Linked DNA regions of Hordeum vulgare: regions 1 and 2 are each linked to region 3. A link is a contact called in public Hi-C data. All regions are on one chromosome and are shown on one strand. Each heading gives the region's core, a stretch centred on a gene start, on an enhancer-like site or on the middle of the called end of the contact. The rest is flanking DNA. Distances are from core to core; before and after follow the strand shown.

Region 1 (3,078 bases), core at 9-2,508, 720 kb before region 3:
TATGCTAGGAAGACTAAGCATGACAAGCTATATGATTTTGTAGGGATGTCGTTCTTTAGCATTGTTATTTTAAAAGACATGAGGGTTTGTTGGTATGCTTGAGTATTGATATCTTTATATCAAACGATAGATTATTGCCTTGAATCACTTGTATCTTTAAAATTCATGCCATGATTAGACATTTGTTCAAGATTATGTTAAGTAACATTCCACATCAAAAATTATCTTTTTATCATTTACCTACTCGAGAACGAGCATGAATTACGTTGGGGATGATGACATGTCTCTCTTGTATCTATAAGTTTTGATTATTTCATGCCAATACTTGACAACTTTCATATACTTTTGGCAACATTTCATATACCATGCCTCTCCCACCCGTATTATAAGTAATACCATTGATTACACTATGGAAATTCGAGGATGCTAGAATACAAGTTAAGAATAGATCATCAACCAAGGTGGAGCCTCCTTGCAGTTTGAGCATTCGAGATACCCTCGAAAGTGACTATGAAAGAACCCAAATAATGACCTTGGTTGTCCCTACAAATGACCGCCACGTCTCGTGTGTTTGCATGTTTTTCCACCTCACCATCAATATTCAGTTTTACGCCCCTTACAGTGGACAAACCCAAGAATGGCGTCGGGTGGGCGGAGCACCATGTGTTGCCACATTTGGCTGGTCCTTAGATTTAGCCTCGAGTCAAGTAAAAAAATCCGAATAAAGAGCCTCGAGCCTTGACTAAAGAGATATAATTCATGATCGTAGATGGACTTCTCACGAGTATATTAGATGGACCAAAGAGACCACCCTGTGTGTGAATTCGATAAACGATAATGAGCTTTGCATTGTGAAGAGCCACTTCTTTATATGCAATCCCTTTTTTTACAAGACCATGACCAACAATTAGGAATGTTCCATGTACACAATCGGATGATGAGAATTAACGAACGGTCCATAGAAAGGAACGTGGCACAAATCACCCCCTTCTCGCCAAACATGAAATGTACTTGTACCATACTAGTGATGTATTAAGCGTCGGATATGAGGTCCCTTGTCAATACCCAACTAAGAGCAATAAATGGGAGTACACATGGATAATGGCCCATGCAGAGTCACGCACTAGATCGAAAAGATAAAGCCCCACCCCTAGCAGAATAATGAATTTTTTTTGGGAAGCACGTCGTATGACACACCCCGTGCGATTGTAAAAAGTAGAGAGCTCCTAATTGGCGCATGTAGCGCGCGAGAGCTATATAACAAGCTCTCGCTCAAGCATCCACACTAACGGCCCAACCCTTGAGCGCATATAGTAAAACAAAGAGAAATAGAGAAAGGAAAGAGAGCTCCCAAGGAGTCAATCCTTGGTGGTCTCATTGGTGGGTGGTGCTTTTGGCCATTGCACAAAGGTCGAGTTCATGTCAAGACACGAGGTGCGACCAACTTGAGGAAAAATACCTGGATATGCTTCTCGCCATCTCTCTTTTTTTTTTACTTTTTTTTATTTTGCTTGGTTTCCTTATTTCTTCTCCAGGTTTTTTCATAGTTATATTTTGGTTGTTTGTTTCTTGTTTTGGTTTCTCTTTGTTTCTTCCATGGGTTTTATCCAATTTTATTTTCTTTCTCCTTTTTTCTTGTTTTTTATCTGATTTCTCTTCGTTTCTTTCATGGGTTTTATCCATTTTTTTCATATTTTTATCTGGTTTTTTTTTATTTTCATTTTATTTGTTTCTTTATTTGTTTTCATAGCATTTTACCTTTTTTTGTATTTGCTTTTTCTTTTTTTCTATACATTTTTCCTTTGGTTTATTTTTTTATTTTCATTGCCTTTTCTTTTTATCTCTATTTTGGTTTTCATTCTGCATTTTTTGTATACGTCAAGAAAAATTGTATAATACATGTTTAACATTTTGCAAATAAAATTTTAATTTTTCTTATACATGGTCAACTTTTTTTCTAGACACAATTTTAAATACAAGGTCAACATTTCTTAATATATTGTCAACAAATTCTATACATATTATAAAGTTTTTCAAATTTTTGATTAAAAAAATAGAATACAAAACTAACATTTTTTGAATACATACAAAACATTTTTTCTATATATATTTATCATTTTTTCATATTCTTTACTACCTAGTTTCAAATGCAATATTAGCATTTTTTAATACATGGTCGATATTTTTATATGCACATTTAACATTTTCATATGATTTATTAATAATTTATATATGTAATATTTTGTTTTTGGATACATGGTCAGTATTTTTTTTCTATACACCATTTCATTTTTAATTGCGTAATGACCATTTTTTCAAATGAAATACTAATATTTTTATTACATGTTCAACATTTTTTCCATTTACATTTAACATTTTCAAATGCTTGATAAAAAAATTCTAAAATGTAATATTAAACTATTTTGGATATATGGTCAATATTTTTCATATAAACATTTAACCTTTTCAAATACTCGATGATCGTTTTAAATATCCAAGTTTAACATTTTTGGAATACAATAGATAATTAATTATGTTTAAATACATGTTCAACATATTTGTACACATATTTACCATTTTCAAGTGCTTGAGTAGTACTTTAAAAATTATTGTTTAACGGTTTATAATTGTATCATTAACATTTTTAAATGCACAATCGTACCTTTTCACACACATTCTATAAATGTTGTATATATTTTTCGCACACATTTGAAACAGTTTCTCTACTCACATTCAACAGTTTTTTAAATGATTGATTAGCATTTTTTCAAATGTTTTACGTAAAGTGTTTTTTTGTAATATAGTTATTCAGAATATTTGGAAGTATAAATGTAATTAAGAAATGAATTAAGAAACAAAAATGTGAAAACAACTCAGCTCTTCCCCCTCTGCTTGCTCGCTTGTTTTTTCGTTTATTTCTGCTGTGCTCTTCTTTGTGTCGCGGTAAACAACTTGGCTCTTTTGTTAATTTGGAAACAGTTTGCGAATTCTAAAAAAGAGGTGTATGAATTTGGAAAAAAAATGTTCACAGATCCAAATAAAATCATGGATATGAAGAAAAAATGTTCGCAAATTTGG
Region 2 (3,226 bases), core at 64-2,563, 530 kb before region 3:
TAGTGCAATAATTCATTTTCCTCCAGTCCTTCAATAAGATCCCACAGCTGATTGCCATTGAGAACCTGACCTCTAAATTTTGGGTATCCTGAGATAACACATATTGGAAAATATTTAGGCGTGCCAGACATATTGCACATTGTACCAAACAGACCAAATATATACCTGTATGATTAGAAAACTGTACAGAGTTTATCGGATCCACATCAAAACCAAGGAGTTGCAACGGAAAGACAGCAGATTTGTTGCCAACATAGCCCTAAATTAAGGAAAAGCAGCATGAGTAGAGGACATAAGTCAAATCAAACATAACATATTCAGTAATTTACTACGGGTGATTTCTGAAACAATGCTGTCAACAGTTATTATTGTACACTAAACAATCCCCAATCCAGTACATGATCATATGTGAGGCATACAACAACTGTATTCACCATTAAGCAACCACACGACTCTGGCGACACTACACAATGAGAGACAATCATGCTGACGGTGTGCAAGCAGCACAGCATGCACCCATGCTGATATGAATAAAAATAAAAATCTCGGTCATGGAGCACTTGCAAATGCCTTGAGTACAGTTGGTGTTCTCGGCCTAGCCGCCAAGATCTTAGAACCCGCAAAACTCTTGATTTGCTCCCAAACCCAGACTATCGTACCATACAGCCGCTAATTGCTTGTAGATGCAAGTAGCGAGGCAAGATCATGGCAGATGAACAGAGGAGAAAGAGGGTGGTGTGGCACCTGGACGGTGTGGGACTGGATGCTGAGCACGCGCCCCGTGTCAGACGGCAGTGCGACGGAGAGGATCGGCGGCCGCGCCATCGCCGGATGCACCGCCCCTCCGCTCGTCCCCCGCCGCCAACCAGGCCCCTCCCTGCGAAATCGCAGCAGCACGAAGGCAAGCAAAGCTGGTCAGGCACAGGAGGGAGAAGGAGAGGCCAAATTGTTCTCTTTTACTCCGATCTTCCACCATCAATCCAACCTAACCAATTGACTAATCGGCAGCGAAATATCCTCGGAGATTTGGAGGTGGACTACGCCACTACGGGTCTCCACAGCTACTAATTTTATATTGATAATTAATTAACCGACAAGTAGATTATCTTTACCCACCTGGAGGAGAAAGGGGTGGATGGGATCCACCGTCCCCACGAGGCGCACGAGCGGGGGAGCGGGGGGAGCGGCGGCACGGCGGAGGCGGCGAGCATGCGACGGTGAGGAGGGTGGAGGCGGAAGAAGAGTATGCGAGGGAGATAGACGGAGTGGACCAGCACCGGACGGCGATGGGATCGCACGGCTGACAGCTGACGCTATCGCGGCCGTCCGTGTGGCAAGCGAGGGATAGGATTCCTTCACTCACGATAGTGTCGTTTTTGTTTTTGTACACTATACCAGTAAGCCTACACGTACTTCGACAATACAATTAATTGAGAAATTTTTTTGAGCTGGAACCCACTTTTTATTCAACGAAAACTTCCAATATAGTACAAAGAACATCAGAAATAAAAAAAATACATTCAGGTTCATAGATCACCTAGCGACGACTACAAGCACTGAAACGAGCCGAAGGCGTGCCGCCGTCATCGCCCCTCCGTCATCGGAGCCGGCCAAACCTTATTGTACAGTAGTAGATAGTCGGGAAGTCGTCGTGCTAAGGCCCAATAAGACCAGCGCACCAGAACAGCAATAGGACCAACGCACCAGAACAGGAACCGTCGTCGATGAAGAGAAGATTAGATCGGAAGTATCCAACCCGTAGACACACAAACGCACACGAACGAAGACCGGATCCATATGGATCCACCAAAGACAAACGCTGACCGAATCCCATGAGATCCGCCGAAGATAAACCTCCACACACCCTCCGAAGATGCTATGAACACCATCGAAACGGGGGATAGGCGGGGATGACCTTATTCCATCTGCACAGAGCCGCCTCCGCCCTGCATCTCTGAGTAGGACACAAACTCTTAACAAAACTCAAGAAAACATCAGAAAACGGAGCCCTCCCATCGGCGAAGACCGGGATCCACCACGACTCCATGGCCCAAAGACCATAGAAGACAAGATAGACCGACGACGGTGCCGACGGGAGGCAGGGAAGACCCTAGCCTTTGTGCTAGGGTACGACCGGCCGGCCGATGTTGTCCGTGGTTTCCTTTTTTAAGGAAACCCTAACCCTCACACGATTTGACGAGCTGGAACCCACTTTATTCCCCCTAATTTAAAATACCCGAAACACGGTCCCTAAACTTAATAAGGGGTTCACCTACGGTTTTATATACTCCCTCCGTCACGATTTAGAAGGCACGGTTAAATTTACGTGCATTTTCATAATAGACAAGGTTTAGGGCGCATTGCATTTACTCTTAGAAGTTAATTAGTACTCCGTTGTACTACTCCTATATGCATGCCTAGTGTGAATGCTATTTTTTAGCCTATCTCACAACCAATCAATAACCACCTAGGTTCCAGAGAATTTTCAAGAACGTCTTCTAAACCATGGAGGGAGTATGATTTTGCTTTAGATTTAGGGCCCTAGTAGCTTAGGTTTTGGATCGTACAATGTCTTGGCTTCCGCGGTGATGATGGTGATGCTGAATAAAGAAGCTCTAGATTTTTCTCCGGTAAGATGATCGTCTCTATGGTCGGTGATGGATTTGGGAACCAGACTATTCAAGCAAGGATACTGTGACGGCGACGGAATCCTTGTGGTGTCCTCGGGTTCCGTCGTTGCGACAATGTCTGCTCCAGCTTCGACGCGGAGCTGGCGAGGTAGTCTAGGAGCTGATGCAGATTATGGTTTGCATCGACGATATCTGGAAGACGAAATGTGTGTTGGGTTCATGGTTGATGGATGACAGGTATGCGTTAGACTATTCCTTGGTTCACAAGTTTTCTAATCCTAGTGGGTTTGTAATACCTAGTCTAAGTCAGTTTGTACCAATATATATATAGCCATGTACCCTGTACCAAATATTAAATAAGAAATAGTTTTATTCATCTATCATGGTATCATTTTTTTATCCTAGGGTTTAGGGTATGGCTCCACCCACCCCACCACCACCACCGCCGCCGCCCGGCTACTTCCAGCGTCGGGCTGCTCTCATTCCCAAAGCCGCCGCCGCGGCGACATCTTATTCCTCTACTCTTTCCCTAGCACCACCAATACCTCCTACTACTCTCCTGGCTGCACCTATGTCGCTCGCCGACACCATCACCG
Region 3 (3,142 bases), core at 277-2,776:
ATGCTCACAGGTTTTCTAAAAAGTTCATCGATTTCAAAAAAAATCATCATTTTTCAAAAAACCAATTTCAAAAAAATCATCAATTTTCAAAAAAGTTTATCGATTTCAAAAAAGTTGATAGATTTCAAAAAAATCACGGACTAAAATACAAACAGGATCTCTAGATGGACTATATGCAGGCGCCGGTTAGCAAAATTTACCTTTAACTGACGTATATAGCGCTAAATAAGGTTTGCCAGCGCTGTATACAGTTGGATGAATCAAGAAGTAAGAAAAAGGAAAACAAATGGGCCGAGGCTTTGATGAAGGGGGTCTTCGCCACGTTGTAGAAATAGTAGGAAATGGATATAAGCTTTGCATAATGTAAGGTGTTTGGTGGTGTGTTTAGAAAAATAAATCGGATTTTTTAAAGCGTTAGTATTTATTTCTATAGGAAGGATGTACCTCGTGCTATGGTAGGTTCTTAGGAGATGCTAATAAAAATAAACCGGATTTTAGAAGCGCAATGTTCGTTTCTATAAAGGAATGTCTAATTAATTGCCTAACCTTTATAAGTAAGCATCAATGCTTAAAGAAACACCAGTTGATTTCTCTAAGAATCGTACATTATACTCTTCAGATAAGCATTTATGCTTAAATAAACATTGGTATATTTCTCTAAGCACATTGCATTATACAAGGTCAAGCGCTAAATACGAACTTATTGAGTAAACTACAGTTTTCTTCCCCGGTTTTTCCTCACGTGATTATTCAAACCAGTTATGATGTTTCCAGGAGGTTCCAATCAATATTTTATTTTATTTTATTTGTCTTTATTCTACAGTTTTCTTCCGTTCCTTTACATTTCCCATTTTAAATTTCATTAGTTTTTTAAAATTGCAAGCTTTTAAGATTCACGAACTCTTTTCAGTTTCGTGAATATTTTCCAAATATGTACTATTTTTCCAATTTCTGAATATTTTATGCTCATGAACATCTTTCAAGTTCATGACCATTTCCATCTTCGTGAACGTTTTTCTAGTTGGTGAAAAAAATTCAAACCATGAGCCTTATTTCTATCAATGAACGTATGTCGAATTCATGAGGATTTTATAAATTCATGAATAGTTTCCAGATTTGTGGACATTTTTCTATTGATGAACAATTTTTGAATTTGATATGTTTCCCAAATTTGCAAAGAATTTTCGAATTCACGAAAAAATTTCAGTGTTTTTATATCTGTGAACATTGTTTTGATTCCGCAAAATTTCCTCAACTTCGTCGAATATTTACTTGTTTTTGTGAACGTTTTTTGAATTCATAGTTTTTTTTATATATTTGCGAACCTAATAGCGGGCTTTTTTGGATTAATGAATATTTTAAATAAGTAAACCAACAAAACAAAAAACCGGTCATCATACAAAAAATATGGAAAAAAACTTAAGATGGAGAGAAGAAGGAAAATATAATGTGCATGCACAGTCACTCCCGTATGTAGCGACGTTTCTGCACGCGAGGCGAGGCCTATTTAATGGATCATTATCGGAACCATGAAGTTATAGCATTTTTTGCTAGACTGTGTATGATAACGATCGTAAGGTGTCACCTTCATACAACTTACACGTCAAAATGTGAATGCCATGTGGTGAAATGGTCGGCATCACGACATAGATAACGAAACAGATCGTGACAACAACGATATACGTATAGTAAAACTCTGAAAAAATCAAATTTAATGAGTGGATAAAATAAGGGTCTTTTGACCAAGATACGATTCCTGTAATGAAAGCGGATTATACCTTAGACAGGTAGGAATACGAACTATTGTAAGACTAGTCATCAACCCGTGCAACTGCACGGGCTAGAATTTCAAATATGCAGAAAACTAAAAATATGTATATGACATCCATTCTACATGAATACTTTAGAATTCAAATATAGTAATACATAAAAATAGTTCAATAAATTATCATTAAGTCTTTCAAGTAGTATTTATTATATGAAAAGTAGCGGTTGTAGCAATAATTAACACGGTTGTAGCAAAAATCAAATGCTGGTTGTAACAAAAAAATCCAACAAACTCGAGTTGTAACCAAACGTGGATGTAGCTTTTTAATGAACAAAGTGTAGCAAAATGGAAAACGTGGTTGCAACAAATCTGAACGAAAAAATACTGCATGAGCTGGCAAGCCAGCCGCGCGGGCCGAGCACGACCGGCCGAACGATTCGGCCGGCTGGAAGCGTTTCCCTTAGCAAAATACAGAAAAGCGATGCAAAATTAAACATTGACAGAATAATATGCTCCTATAACCTTTTTCTTTTACTTACAATATTCCATTTTTTGGCAAGGACATGTATCGTCATAATATATATGAGTAGTGATGGCTGAGTGATGCACTCCTCGATCTTGTAAGCCCATACTGATAGAACGGCTAGATGACGAGGGAGCCAGGAGACGCCATGTTCGGGCAGTGAAAGTCTTGGGGCTGGTACACATTATGCAAAACCGATATCTACATGAGTGTTTTGTTTTCTTTGGAACTTTCGTGTGGCTGGGCACTTTTATTTTCTTTTGTATGTGTTAGTTACACTTTTGTTTTATGAAGGAACTTGCACATGTTGAGGACTCCTTTTTTTGGACGTGCAGGGAATTTTTTTTACGTCTAGGTATTTTCGTTATAATGTATGTGTTTTTTTTAGAAAGTACACGTGGTGTTTTTTGAGAACATACGTGATTTTTTTTAGGAATTTACCTGGTGTTTTTGGAGATCTTAATGTGGGTATTCAGAAATCCTTTTTTCTTGGTACACGTGATGGATATGGGTGTTGAGAAATCCGTTTTTGGTATATATGTTATGGACTTAGTTTTGACTTGTGAAGGAACATCACGTGGGTGTTGATGACTCGTTTTCTGTACATATAGGTACGTTCCTTTCAGTGCATGTGTTGTTTTTCTTTTTAATAAATGGTTTTTTGAACGTGCAACTTTTTTACGTCTAGGTACATTCCTTTTAATGTATGTGGTATTTTTTTTGAAAGTACACGTGTTGTATTTTGTAGAATGTATGTTTTTTATAGGAATCTTTTGTTCTTGGATATAACGTGGGTATTGACCTTTTTATGGGTACACGCGATGGACGTGTTATTTTTTTTTTGCGAGGGA

What was found. A called contact is a pair of places that touch in the nucleus more often than the background predicts.
Region 1: a Hi-C map of leaf shows a contact between it and region 3, with 3 times the contacts expected there. The contact joins two enhancer-like sites. A contact is called at or near these places in 4 of 6 Hi-C or Micro-C datasets (leaf and seedling).
Region 2: a contact with region 3 is called in a Hi-C map of leaf, with 3 times the contacts expected there. The contact joins the promoter of LOC123452885 here to the enhancer-like site in region 3.

What each region holds. Positions count from the first base shown.
Region 1 is chr5H:45,026,318-45,029,395 of MorexV3_pseudomolecules_assembly, forward strand. No RefSeq gene overlaps it. Among protein-coding and RNA genes, the nearest start is that of LOC123398403, 7.8 kb to the left of the region's middle. Within about 2 kb of position 1,259, at least 2 of the 3 cell types and tissues checked have open chromatin away from gene starts, as enhancers often do. A contact at or near this core is called in leaf, where this site is marked.
Region 2 is chr5H:45,217,845-45,221,070 of MorexV3_pseudomolecules_assembly, forward strand. LOC123452885 (pyridoxal kinase) reads right to left here and starts at 1,314. Exons shown (of 13, transcript XM_045129615.1): 1 at 1,117-1,314; 2 at 745-877; 3 at 166-259; 4 at 1-88. The coding sequence starts at 1,211.
Region 3 is chr5H:45,748,720-45,751,861 of MorexV3_pseudomolecules_assembly, forward strand. No RefSeq gene overlaps it. Among protein-coding and RNA genes, the nearest start is that of LOC123395896, 460 kb to the right of the region's middle. Within about 2 kb of position 1,527, at least 1 of the 3 cell types and tissues checked has open chromatin away from gene starts, as enhancers often do. A contact at or near this core is called in leaf, where this site is marked.